Linked DNA regions of Sus scrofa: regions 1 and 3 are each linked to region 2. Evidence: chromatin contacts called from public HiChIP or PLAC-seq data. All regions are on one chromosome and are shown on one strand. Each heading gives the region's core, a stretch centred on a gene start, on an enhancer-like site or on the middle of the called end of the contact. The rest is flanking DNA. Distances are from core to core; before and after follow the strand shown. Region 1 has its middle 48 kb from the start of PPARGC1A. Region 2 has its middle 440 kb from the start of PPARGC1A. Region 3 overlaps PPARGC1A (PPARG coactivator 1 alpha).

What was found. HiChIP or PLAC-seq counts read pairs in DNA pulled down with a chosen protein or histone mark.
Region 1: an H3K27ac HiChIP or PLAC-seq map of skeletal muscle shows a contact between it and region 2, with 7 times the contacts expected there. The contact joins two enhancer-like sites. A contact is called at or near these places in 2 of 47 Hi-C or Micro-C datasets (heart right ventricle and skeletal muscle) and 1 of 2 datasets of contacts at active chromatin or transcription factors (skeletal muscle).
Region 3: a contact with region 2 is called in an H3K27ac HiChIP or PLAC-seq map of skeletal muscle, with 7 times the contacts expected there. The contact joins two enhancer-like sites. A contact is called at or near these places in 4 of 47 Hi-C or Micro-C datasets (fetal liver, psoas muscle and skeletal muscle) and 1 of 2 datasets of contacts at active chromatin or transcription factors (skeletal muscle).

Annotation. Positions count from the first base shown.
Region 1 is chr8:17,992,206-17,996,922 of Sscrofa11.1, forward strand. It overlaps a transcript of PPARGC1A not described here. Among named protein-coding and RNA genes, the nearest start is that of PPARGC1A, 48 kb to the left of the region's middle. Within about 2 kb of position 2,631, at least 1 of the 83 cell types and tissues checked has an H3K27ac peak or open chromatin away from gene starts, as enhancers often do. A contact at or near this core is called in skeletal muscle, where this site is marked.
Region 2 is chr8:17,501,859-17,506,634 of Sscrofa11.1, forward strand. No RefSeq gene overlaps it. Among named protein-coding and RNA genes, the nearest start is that of PPARGC1A, 440 kb to the right of the region's middle. Within about 2 kb of position 3,458, at least 3 of the 83 cell types and tissues checked have an H3K27ac peak or open chromatin away from gene starts, as enhancers often do. A contact at or near this core is called in skeletal muscle, where this site is marked.
Region 3 is chr8:17,925,753-17,930,233 of Sscrofa11.1, forward strand. All of the region lies in intron 2 of PPARGC1A (PPARG coactivator 1 alpha), which reads right to left. Among named protein-coding and RNA genes, the nearest start is that of PPARGC1A, 19 kb to the right of the region's middle. Within about 2 kb of position 2,794, at least 4 of the 83 cell types and tissues checked have an H3K27ac peak or open chromatin away from gene starts, as enhancers often do. A contact at or near this core is called in skeletal muscle, where this site is marked.

The DNA.
Region 1 (4,717 bases), core at 1,381-3,880, 490 kb after region 2:
GCTAGTAATAGCATAAGGGGGGCTACCCTGGAGCTAGTGCCCCTACTATGCTCTTTTAGGAAAGACAGGTGGGTAAAAAAAAGGATAACAAAAATTCCATGGAAGTAGCGAAATGTTAGAAACTACGTGAAAAGCAATAAATGACATTAGATAAAAATTCCGGTTCACATTGGGAGAAACGGAACGGAAAATAATTGTTGTTGTTGTTTAATAAACACAAATAGTATTTTGGAAAAATGAAAATTTTAAAAATGGGAAATAAAAATGGTATTTAATAGAAAGACATTTTTATGGGAGATAAATCACGGAATCTAGAGATTCCTGGAGAAATCTAAGTAGGAAGAATTCCAATGGAAAAGAGGAAAGCTAGCTTGACCCCTCCTGCTAATGTCCCAAGTCTGATTATCCAAGGTGCTGCAGGGGTTAAGACCTCCTGACAAAGAATGAAAAAGGAAAGCAGCTGACCTCTAATGTCCCAAGTCTGATTATCCAAGGTGCTGCAGGGGTTAAGACCTCCTGACAAAGGCAACTTACTTTGTAGACAGGAAAGCCACCAACACATGGGGTCTAGGAATCCTAGTGTTGCTGGTTCTGGGCTGCTGACATAAGGTACTTCAAGAAGAGAGAATACTAGCATTGTCATGGTGGGCATTCTCTTCCCTATAAGTGGTTGCTTTAAGGGGATAAAAATCAGAAGACCCCAAAGCGAAGATGAAACTCAGCCAGAAGGAATGATATTACTGCCTGCAGTTTCTTCTCAATAACTCAGATGCCAAAATGTCTGAAAGCTCCTTTTTAAGTGGAGGTAATTCTCTTTCCAGACGCCAGGGGGTGCACTAGAGTGGAAACAACCACAGATGATGAATCCCACCTCTTGCTGGCTCTTCCCACTCAAGAGCAGTGTAGACTTGGGCCTGCACCTGAAGCCCACCAATTCTCTCTTTCTCTCCTCAGATGTGAAAAGTCTTCAGGGTTGTTTTGAGAATTAAATGAGATAGTATAAAGGCACCTGGCCCATTCTAAGCCATTCATACTATATTTTTTCCTTTGCTTCCAGAAACATGTGTTTGTGGCCTCCCCCATATGCAAGAGGTTGGTTTTCTGGGTGAACTAACTCTCACCGGCTCAGCCCAGACTGGTTGGTGGTTTATGACGCTTAAGCAAGAGAAATTAATAGGAAAATGGATGACATAGAGTGAGAGAAAAAGAAGGAACACAATTCAATATTAAGAAAAGCCAACTGGCCCCACATCCTCGAAGGCATTAGAGAGTATTTTCCTTCAGACAGCTTTCTGGCTACAGCCTGAAGTTCATGAGTGCTAGCCTTGCTTGTGCCATGTGTCTAAATCACCCCTGTCCATTTAATAATAATCATAAGGTCTTACTTTTATAGGGCTTTAGTTTAGAAGGCACTCTCACATACATTAATCATTCATGTGACACTGGGTACTCATCTGCCAGGGGTTGGGGGCAAAGTAAGTCTTTCTCTAGTTATGTAGAGATGAGCAGTTCCTTCTGGGAAAGATGTAATGCATCCTATGTGGTCTAACAAAGACACCTCTCAATATCACTTGCAAGGTAGACCCATCCACTGAAGAGAGGTGAACAAATTGCCATGGGGATAAGGAAATTCCTGGAAAAAAAAATTGGAAGGTCTCACTTAATGTTAATTGGAATCTCACTATTAGAAAAAGGCAGTCTCTGTTAAGGTCCCAAAGAGGACACATAGGAAGGGGAGGGAGCCCAAAGGGGTGACATGGGGAAGGATGGATTTGGCTGAACCTAGAAATCCACCCAGAGCCTGCCACTCTGTGTGGATACAATGCTATGAGGAGCACTGACTTAGCACGTGAGTGTGATGAAAGAAGGTGGCAAGCTGGAGCTCAAGCCAGGGGACATCACTGGGTCCGTGTAGAGAGCAGTGGACCAGGCTCCGCAGTGCTATACACGATCACCATCCAACAGTGACACTGTGTGGCAGCAACAGAAGTAGCGGTGCAGGCAGAAGACATGGCACCCGCTAGTCTGGTGGTTCTTTTTTTTTTTTTTTTTTTTTTTTTAAAGGCTGGATCCTCTAGATATCTGGAATATCTGGAACAATTAGGACTATGATCTGTGAGATGAGAGAGGGGTTTAAGAAAAGCAATTTTAACTTCCTGCCACAATGGAACCGGAGACACTCTGTTGCTTAATAACAAGAAGAAACATAACTGTATGGTCCATGCTGGAGAAGCCCATCATATTGGGTGCATTCACAGCAAGCATTGGTGGAGCAACAACCCTGGCCCAGACACTATACTATAGGCAGAAAAATTATTATTAGTCTCAATTTATAGATGAAGAAACTGAGGCTCATTTAGGTTGAATGGCTTGCCACGAACCCCCATTCCAGGAAAATGAACCAGCAGGCTCCCTTTCCAAAGGAGGTGGTTGTAGGTAAACAAGAAACCATGTTTCTCCTTTGGGACAAAGGTGAAATATCCCACTGGCCATTGTGGAATTGTCTTTGCGCGTGAGGCTGCCTCATTTTCACAAAGGTTCCCTGTCTTTCCACTCCCTACATGTACTTGGGCAGGAACCAAGCTCGAGGTTCTGCTCACATGCTTGTGGTTTGGCTCCCAGCTAGAGATCACATTCCCTGCTCCACAGGCAAAGCCAAGGATCCTTCTTGCAAAATACTACTGGTGTCCTGGTACCACCTCCTGAAAGAGCCGTCTATGATGCCCGCGTGCCTGGGGGGTGTGAGGGGCAGGATCAAACACTGGCGAGCGGAACATCTAGCAAGAAAAGATGATGCCTCCTCTTTCCCCCAGTAAGTTTCCCAAGAGTCATAGGCTTGACCATTGATAAATGCAACACACACTGAGGAAATCCCTCACATGAAATTAAAGCGAAACACTGGTAAGTTTCTAATATACCCATTTTGGCCATTTTTTTCTGCTTCCACATTTGGCAGAGAAAGAGCAGATAATCATGTATTTCTGGCTCACAGGGACTTTTCCTAGCTGTGTCATCATAATGAAAATGTTAGTGAATACCAATTTTTGTATCAGGGCCACTTATTGCACCACTCAAAAGGGTGCCATTTACATAGACTACCATGTCAAATGAAGCCCCTCAGAGCTGTGCAATATGTGTTTCTATAGAATACTTTCCTTATGTCAGGCACCAAAATGATTTACATGCAGTGTCTCATTTTAATAAAATAACAAACCATGTGCCTATTCGGATCTGTTTTACAGTCAGGGAATAAAATGAGTAGTAAGAGTTAAATGATTTGCACATGGTGACACAACTAGTAGGTTGCAGAAGCAGGATTCCAACTCAGGACTGAGTCCAGAGCTCATGCTGGTAACTTTCACTAATTACTATAACAATTAGACAAGAACCTTTAAGAAAGAATTACAAAGACAGTTAGTATCTAAATGTTAACCTTATATTCAAGTGGAACCTTTAATTCTATTTTTTTCAAAAAGACAAAATGGCAAATGGATTAACTTTTCTTGTCCTCTTGATGTTTAAGGACTTTTTGGTAATCTGTTTAATTTAGTGAATATTAAGTATTGATACTGCTGCATATTCATTCATGCCCATGTCCAGAAAAAAAAAGTTTAATTCATTTCACTCAATGTAAATAATAAGCCAATGTCATCACATAGCCTTTAGATCCATCAGTATGATTTTAAGAGTCAGTAACTAAATCTAGCACAGATTGAATACCTACTGTATTAGCTACAGTTCTGAGTTATCTCCATAGCATGTCTCATTCCCAAGAGAATTCCCTTATAATGCATTATAGTTAGTCCTACCTTGCACAGTTTAAGGAGCCAGAATATGAACTGAGCAGGCTAGCTCTACATCCTACTTGACCAACTCAAAGACCTGAAGGAGTGATCATAAGACATGAAAAGCAGCTGAAGGAGCCAAGAAGGGTAATCATATAAAAACAAGAAATAAACAGGATCCCAGAACAGGGAAACACACCAGTTCCTGCATATGCTAGACAGCAAAAGCATAGATCTCTCAATAACGCCCAAGAATAAGGAGGCATTTTTGTGCAAAGTCATTAAGACTAGAGACCAACAGTGGTACCACGGAGGGCTGTTGTTGCAGCAACCGACCCCAAGTTTCATGATGAAGTTCTTTCAATCATATCTCATTTACATAGAAAAGAGAGGAAGCGAAGACAGGAGAAACCGTAAGATCCCTATGTAGCTTCTACTGACTTATCCTACTTTGGCTCACCTCTATGGTGGTTTTACAGGTGAAGTTCAACTTTCATTTATTTGGGTGATCTTTATCCCACCAATACAGGGGGCTCATGCAGTGTATGATGACACACGTTCATAAGAGTTCTTGATCCTACTCTGAACCAGGCACTTGAGTCAGAATGTTCCACCATTTCTCCCTCAAGTTAGAACTCAGCACTAAACCAGAGATAAAACTGTGAATCATACCTGACTCCCAGTTGCCAGCACATAACTTCCCTATTTTTTTCCCTGGAAAAAAAAAAAAAAAAAAAAAAAAAACGAACCCCAATACAAACTCTATTGACTCTCTTTGACATTTTTTTTCTATTAAAATATGCTAAATTTCTGTCTGTCTTCAACGTATGTCTTTCTTCCAGAAAGCTGAGAAGGTACTGCCAGCTGTCTAATCACTGAGCAAAAATTCACTTGTTGGGTACCCCTTATTCCACTCTATACTCTGCAAGTCC
Region 2 (4,776 bases), core at 2,208-4,707:
TGTGACTCTTAACCATAAATATATTTTTAGTGGGAAACTCTAGGCTGGCATGCTAGCGATTCTAAATTTGTAACATGTTGGTAAAAATATTTTTCCTTTGTGATATTTATGTTTTAAATTGAAAATCAGACCCAAAAGTATATTCCGCATTAAAAATATAAACACAAAAAATCCCTTGAAAGCCTATCATAACAAATACCCATTATTCTATGATTAAAAGCCCTAATGCATATGCATCGTGTTTTGAAATTGAGATGTTACATCTAATAGATCATCTAATTTTCCAGTAACTTTGAGTATAGGTAAAACATTTTTTATTCATATAAATCATAAAACATCCTGAGGAATATAGGGCTTATGATTATCATATTTCTACAAATATCTAATAGGATTGTTAAGATAATATAACTTCTTTCATGTGAGAAACATGCTGCATAATGGTAATAGTAAGCAAGCCAAAATTTCTTTGACAGTCATTATGCCAAACTAAGATTTTTTTCTGGATTGCTGCCATCCAATCAATTATAAATACCTCAGAAGCAGGACTAGTTTAGGCTCTCTCTTCAGGCACAAAATTTAAGGAAGCTCCAAAATGTAGTAATCAAGATAAACAACACTTAAAAATTATTCTATTGACGTATAGTTGATTGACAATGTTGTTTTAGTCACTGAGCAGAGTGACTCAGATTTTTACATATACATATGTAAAATAGTTTTCATAGGCTAATCCCTCACTCCCAGTCTCTCCCTTCCCTTCCTCTCTCTCTCATAGATAAATGACATTTAAAAAAAATTAAAATTATGGTGCGGCCACTATAGAAAGCAGTATAGAGGTTCTCAACAAATTAAAAAATAGAATCATAATCAAGTGGTCCTTCCTCTGATACCTACCCAAGGAAAATGAAAAGAGAGGTCTGCACTCCCACATCCACTGCAGCATATACACAATAGTCAAAATATGAAAACAGCCTAAGTGACCATCAACATACACACCTGCCATTTACAATGGCAAGGATGGAGCTTAAGGGCACTACACTAATTACAAATAATTCAGAAAAAGAAAAACAAATACTGCGTCATATCACTATATGAATAATCGAAAAATGCTGAACTCATAGAAATAGAGACCAGAATGGTGGTTATCATGGGCTGCGGAATAGGGGCAAATGGGGAGACATTGGTCAAAGAACAAGCTTTCAGTGTGAAGATGAATAAGTTCTGAGGATATGATGTACAGAATGGTGATTCTATTAATAAAACTATAGTATATTCTTGAAAGATGCTAAAAGAATAACTCTTGAATGTTCTTAGCACAAAAAAGAAATGGTGTGTGACCTGATGAAAGTTTTATCTTACAGTACAGTGATAATCCTTTTTCAATTTATGAGTATATCAAATCAACATGTCACACACTTTGAACTTAACACAACATATATGTCAATTACATCTCAGTGAAGCTAGAAAAATGTATTTACAGAGCAAAAAAAGAAAATTAATGAAAAAATACATAACAAACAAACTATCGACATTTTAAATCAAGATAGGATTAGAATTACAGATTTGTTTCCTCAACTCCTGCATTTCTTAATAGCAATTATTGACTTATTATTTGCATAATAATATTTTTGGCTTGATGTTGCACTAATTTTTAAGTGTTAACTGACTGTAATATGTGTTTGTCTCTTTCTGCCTCGATGGTAAGCTACTACAAGTCAAGAACACTGAGTGCATTTATCCATCACAATAGATTATTGATCACTGAGAACTGTTTAGCTCTGTTTGAAACCACATTTAGGAGGAGAAAATAGGCGTTCCTGTCTTGGCTCAGTAGTTAAGGAAACTGACTAGCATCCATGAGGATGTGGGTTCGATCCTTGGCCTCGCTCAGTGGGTTAAGGATCTGTCATTACTGTGAGCTGTGGTGTAGGTCACAGCCATGGCTTAGATCCTGCATTGCTGTGGCTGTGGTGTAGGCCAGCAGCTACAGCTTCAAATGGACCCATAGCCTGGGAACCTCCATATGTCACGGGTACAGCTCTTAAAAAAAAAAAAAAAAAAAAAAAAAAAAAAGGCCAGAAGAAGAAAAGAACATCCCTCTTCTTAACAGGCTATTTACTGAAATGGAAAAGTCATAGGGGGAGCAAAGTACAGGGAGAGGAGCAGTGGTTTGATTATTAGTTCTACCTGCATGATCAGACAAGTTACTTAAATTTTATGATCCTCTGTTTCCTCACTTTTGGAGTATGAGCATTTAAATATTTTCCTTGCTCTTGACTCTGAGGATTAAATGAAATAATCAAGTGGGAAATGCTCCACCCTTTGCCAACACTGAGGAATTTTTTTCCTTACTATTTAGCATCCCCTCCATCCCATCTCTGGATAATTTAATCTTTCATCTCTAAGAGTCCAGGCCAATAGGTGATCATTCCTGTCTACAAAGCATCTTTGCAATGTGTGACCTCAAGGGCTAGCTCTGCCCCCCTCTCTTTCCTGACCCTGGGGCACATCCCTTCCCTGGCTGTCTAACCTGGGGCATACACCAGATGGCAGTGTCCCATTGAGGACAGAATCCTTATGGCCTTTCAGCTCACTCACCAAGTGACCAGTTGCTTTGCCATATCTCTATGCGTGTTACGGGTCAATAGCATTAGCCTTGGGGTCTGGTTGATGTTCAATGTAAAAATAAACACTGGAAAACCTCCGTACACATTCTATTCCCTTTCAACTGCAAAGCATTTTCTTTCCAAGGTCAATTGAAAGAGGTACGTATGTGACGTTGTAATAAACATGCACTTCAAATAGATTTTTGTCAACATTTCCTTGCACTTTAATCATGACATGACAATCCTCTACCGAGCATCTGACACACACTTCTAGGCACCAGAGCTACAGGTGAAAGTGATGCAAATCTGCTACCTTCAAGTAGCTCCCTGTTTAGAGTTTTATGCAACTAAAAATAACACAGTGTGATCACTATTATGCTATTTAACCCAGATGGATTCACAATTTTTTTTTTATCTTATATGTGTGTGTCTTGGAATTCATCATTTTATGGGTTTTATTAAGTTCACTTGCCTTCACTAAGAGCTTTCAAGTCTCACGGATACCTGGTGTTCTCCACTTAAAAATACAATGAACATCTTTATCTTGCTACAATTCATCATGTATATGATTTTAGAGGTTTTATCACAGCAACATTTCAATATTAAAAGAGAATATACCCAAATAGTTTCTCTTACCTCTATTAATTTATCCTATAAACACTTGCTACAGGTTGCCAGGTCTGCCATTGGGGAAATAGAAACAGGAATGAGCTCTTGGCCTTGCAGGCTACGAGCCTAATAAAGGGTTAGAATTTGAGGTTCTGCCAAGGGATGTGTGAATTATGTTGTGAGTATATGAGTGTGTGTGGTCTATGCCTCCACACAGTTTTCAGTTGTGTTGCTACTTTTGGTGAGATTCATGAACTCAGAACTGAGACATATACACAAGGGGTGTGTGTGTGTGTGTGAGTGTGTGCACATGTGTGTTTTCCCTTGATGTATGAATGTGGTTGCTGACATGAAAGACCACCTCTCTGCGTAGTACTGAAGACATGCATACCTCTAGAATTGCCAGACTGGGGAAAATATTTTAACTGGAGTCAGCTTCTTCCAGTGACCTTCCATTCTCTTTTTTCCCCTCTCCACACCCTTCCTATCTCTGTCCTGAGCCACCCTGCCTCTGACCAGGAGCAATCATACACCCTCTTGTGACCTCTAAGGACTCAGAGGAATCTGATTTTCCTACAGACCCGCCAGCTGGGGCCTTGGGAATCTGATCCACTCTTGGATCTTTCACAGAATCAGCAGTGGCATTTCAGAGTAGGCGCCACACAGATCCTGGCCTCTCTTGTGCCCAAAGTGCACAAGGAAACCTCCCACGGCATTTCAGAGACTGGCCCTGCCACTGGGGAGGCTTGCTGTTCCCAGAAACTTTGCTGCCAACACCAGTGGAAGCTCAGCAAGGAGGCAGCTCCTTGAGGTGTTCAGCTAAGTAGAGTCCAAAGTTGCCTGTAAGAGCTGTGCCTGGCCAACAGATCAAAATTCAAATTCTTCTGGATAATCATCTTAGACTTAGATGAAAAGAGTTTGTGTTGATATCATGCTATCCCTTCTGTATGAGAGGGAAGCAATAAAATCATCCCTTATTTCTTGAATTAACTGTGGCTTTTTGGAGCTGCCATCTGGTTTTTTGGCTGTTGGTGATGCCTTGGGAAGCATCATAGTGACTATCCCTTCCCATGATTCACAATGTCTGAGACTAAGCTTGGGTATTTGCATTTTTTAAAAAATTATATCATATTTTTCTAATGCAGCCCAACCACATGGAAGCCACTGCTTAAAATTTCCTCCTAAAGTAATGCACAGTGATTCTGTTATTTCTAGAATACAAAAAGGTAAGGAAGGGTGTGATACAAGGTCAGATATGAAGAAGGGAGCTAAGTTAAGATTAGAACTTTAGTCTCCTGACACCTAGTCCACTGCCCATTCTGCACAGCACAGGAGCCCAGCACATGGTTGAAATGAGGGATGACGATTGCGCTAGGCATGGAAAAGGCAGATGAGTGCTTACAAAGCTTCCACGGGTTTCCAAAAATAAAGAAGTCATTGTTTAAAGCCAAGAATAGAGCACCAAAGGAAAGGGGAGTCTTGACCTCTGGAAATAAGATGATAATACAAATTTCTAAAAAAAGAAGGAAGATATTACAGAATGAAGAGGGAGATAGTTCCTTAG
Region 3 (4,481 bases), core at 1,544-4,043, 420 kb after region 2:
TCGTTTTGTGCCTAAGAGGGGCCAGTGATACCTTCTTCAATTTAGGGACTTAACAGTTTATCCTCTGCCTGGTTAAAGGCTCCACCTGAACCCAGACGCAAACAACCACCGGCCTTTAGTGTGGCCCATGGTTGTACTGCCGCTTATGGAAATTGGGTCTATGGAAAATTTCCTTGGGATAATCACTTCTTAAGACTTATTTCCACTGACACGCAAAGGAGGACAGATTTCGTTTCCGAGAAGCCCCCAACCGCACACCTTTTTCTCTGCACCTCTGCACCTCATTTGCATTTATTCTCTCCTTCCACCACCTGGCTCCACGGAGGACACTGAGATGGCGGGGCGGCCAGCTTGCACACAGCCTGGAATCGGCTTTTATGCTGCCGGATAAAAGGTCGGGTGGAAAGGCCCACCACTGGCACAATTAATCTGGTCACTCAGGGACCATCCGCTGGTTCAAGAATAGCTTGCAGGTGAGTGACGGACAGGGTCACCGCTGCCTGACTGTATCAGGGACTATTATGACAGCCATAAAGAGAAAGGGAAAAATTGAACAAGGGAAGAATTACTCCTGAAAGGGACATGAAGGGAGGCACAAATGCCTTCATACAAAGGAGAAGCGTGAGAAGCACCAGGGGAGCCAGGCTGCTTACAGTAGGAAGAGTGGACAGCATTCTTTGAAATTGCCAAAGGTGGAATATTAATGCGGGGTCATAGCCTAACCAAAGCTCAGGGTCCATGTAGAGAAACCCAAGCTTTCCATTCTCTCCCCTCCGGTGAAAGGTGACAGAGCTGGGCCAGAGAGTTCGGATAAAGACGACACAGTTATCGCTTTCCTTGGCTTTCGAGACGGAAATGAGATTTAGGGAACCCAGGCCTGCATATTATCTGAAATCCTTGATCCAAACCCAAGCAGCACATTTTAGTGATTGCCTTGCAAGCCTTGCAGTTGGTGATTTATTTATAAGGATCTCCAAACAAAATGGGAAAAAATGGGGAAATCACTCATAGTACTGGTAATACAATTGAGTGTGTTCTCAATGAAAATATACACATGAATTATGCATTGCTGGGGTGGTGGTGGAGTTGAGGACTGAGTAGGAAAGCAAAGACGGGGAAAAATATAAGCAATTTCATTCTAAGGTAATGTGGGGAATTACTTATTTAAGGATAACTCTGCTGAGCTGTGCTTGTCTTGACCAAGGGCCCTACAGTAAAAATCGTTCCTAAAACACAAGAAAAAAAAATCACTGGTGTTTTTATTGGAGGAAATTTTACCAGTTGTATTTTTCAAGGGGGAAAGTGAGCTGACCAATTATACAATGAAGTTTAACATTTCATGGAACATTCTCCTAGTAGGTATTACTACGCGGGAAAGACAGAGGGATGCCAGACCACGTGAAAATCTCTAGATGTAAAAACATGTGTGTGTTTGTGTATATGCCTCATTTATCTCTCATGATCAGGCGTTAATCCATCTTGGCACGTGTGCAGAAGAATCGAAAAGTTGCATCGCTTAAGCACCAAATTTTTTATTAAAGCATTTAATGGAAAGATTTCAAAATCATTTACATATTTCCCTCACCTTAAAAATTATGAGAATTGATTTTTGTAGCTTTGTACAATATTATGAAATGACCGTAGGGAGCTATTTAGAAATACAGCCCTGAAAGTATAGAGTGTTCTGCCCTCTACTGAAATGGCCCCAGACAGTCGTATTTTGAGTGATTGTCTACTTTTTGTAGTTTTTAGTCTCATCTCTTTGGGTCAGTTCCTACTTCCCACTCCTTGCCTCTTACAAGCTCATTAACTTTCTAAATCATTTCTTCTAATCTCCCATGTGCTCAGAACACAGATAACTAGATTGGTTTAAATTGAAAGTAAAACAAAAGGAAGCAAATGCTAAGTGAGAGCTGGAGAAGCTTATCTGGTAATAAAATGCATTGAGTTTGAGGGTATGATTTTTTTTTTTCCCCATCTGGTTTGGCTTCTCAGAGACATTTTTACAAATGGTGTGTTTCTCAGCTATGTTTCAGACAATTAATAACACTAAGTTAATAATGGCCAGAGAAATGAGGTCTCCTAATGCGAATTATAAAAATAACCACTGTGATTAAGTAAAACTGCATCCCATCTATGGAACATACATCTTCTCTTTCAGCGATGAAACGTCGCTGGAAATAAAAATGAACCAGCCACTAAAGGGAAAAAAAGTAGGATCAAGTTTTGTTTTTCTGTATCACAGAGAAGTCACCCAGTACCACTGGAGGGTATCAAGGCTTTTGCTGACTCAGAGAAGAAACGCATTTGCCATTCAAAGACAAATTAAACAGGGCATGGATCATGCCACATAGATCGCCAGACTCAGTTATCTGCCAAGACCAGGCAACATTCAGTTCCCCCCAAACACATCAGCACGCAGCAAATTCTCTGGCTCTGTGTGGCCAAAACGTCTTTGTCAAAATGTGCAGTTGGAACAAATATTGCCAAGTGGCCCAGACTAGATTTGTCCCAGGAGAAATTGACACAAATTCCTTCAGGACCAGGGCAGCCACCTCAGCTACATGGATTGCCGGGTGATAGGATTAAAGGAGCTCGAAAGTGGCACTGTGACCTAATATAACTCTCAAATCTACTGCATGCAGAGTCCTGGAACTGAGGACCAGCAGGGGGAAAGAAGTCACTTATCCCAGGCGGCACCGCGGCATTCCAGCGTTTGCCCAGACTCTTCTTCAGTAGGAACAGGAGGCGAGCCTGCCCATCAAGCAGCCCTGCCCAGAAGAAAAGGCAGGCTGATAGACGAGGCTCAGGGGAGATCAGGGTGTCCCTGCTAAGCATGTGCTGGCAAGACACGAGAGGATCCTGACATGAGAACATTTCTGGACAGGATCTGAGTTGGCGAGGATCCCTGGACACCCGGGAGAGCTATGTCTGGACTACAGAAGCTCCAACTTCACATCTGAACAAATGAGATGGCACCCAGGGAAGCCAATGTCCTTAGGCCAAGCGTCCATGGAAAAACCAAGGGCATTCCTATAATAGAGGTGCCTTTTCCCCTATGTAAGCAGCATTCAGAAGCAGAAATCAACTTCTCAGAAAGGACTGGTGAGAAGAAATTGAAGCTGGAGAATTACCGGGACGTGAAAACGATCTAAGTGAATCAGGCTCAGTAGAGATGTAAAGCTTGGTACCTCCCAAGAGAAGAGGAAAGGGGTACAGAGCCTTCTTCTCATGCCTGCCTCATCGCCCAAGGCCAGACAGTCCCAGGGAAGGACTGTCCATGAGACAACACAGAGAAGGCCCCACATTCAAGATGTCGCAGAGAGGCAAAAAAGCGCGTCAGTCCTTCCAGCAGGAAATACCATTCTCGCAGAGAAAGGCTGACAGGCCTCAAATAGTGCAGAATCATTTTCACCCAAAGGCACCCACCTGCATTGCCAGGGACTCAGCATTCCACTCACATCAGCTGTGCACCCTGGTTGCAGAACCTTCTGCTGACAGCCTTTCTCTCTTCCCTGAAGGCTCCTTCTTCTGGTCTTCCCTCAGCAATCCCCATGAGCAAACTGCTGTTTTTCTCAACACACTGTGTGTAGGGCACGGTAGAGCCAGATCTCCCCATTTCAAATATTCTGTCCCACTGCCCTGCATTTGCCAGACGCTGTGCCCAGGGCCCTTGGTTTGGAACAGAAGGTCCCATTAGCCAAGGGAAATGTTCTCCAGCCAAATTCCACTTCCAGGAGAAGGCACTTCTGAAGATGGTAAATGAACCCCCCCCACCCCCTGAGAAAGGCAGAATTTATCTGTGATCGATGATCAAGACAACAGGCCAGTGGAGAAAGTCCCTGCTTGGCTTTCTCTATCAGAGACTGTATCTTACTGGGTTCTCAAGCTGCATCTTCATCATCAGCCATGAGCAGCATGGCGCCATGGACTTTGTCTGCATGGAACCACTGTATCCCCAGGAAGTGACATGCTAATGGGCATGCTAATGGTTGACGGTAATCATTTTTTGAGGAATGGATAGAGACATCAGTGAGAGAAGAGAGGAACTTTTAACCAGAAGCCTGAAGAAATGTGAAAATATTTCTGGAGACCAGGAGCTTTGGCGGACAAATGGCTTCTTCTACGTGAAAACATGACCATCCACACCACACACGATATGGGATGAAAACATCGGAGTTAGTAATACCCTTTGGTAATCCACACCTCCTAAAGCACCATCCTGAGGTTTTAAAGTCAGCCACTTTAACCAGGGAAATTCACATGACTGCAGAGAGAGCTGGCAACACTTTCTGACTCCGGGCCATTTGAAGGAAGATGGGGAGGATTGAACACATCGAAGAATTTCTCAAAAGTGAAAAAGTACTTGGCATCCGTTTCTTCTCATGCCTCTGGTGCTGAAATATCAGCCACTGTGGAAATTGGTCTCTGTAGTTGCTCCCCGGCGACCGATGCGTCGGTTTCATTTGCCCCCCACCTCC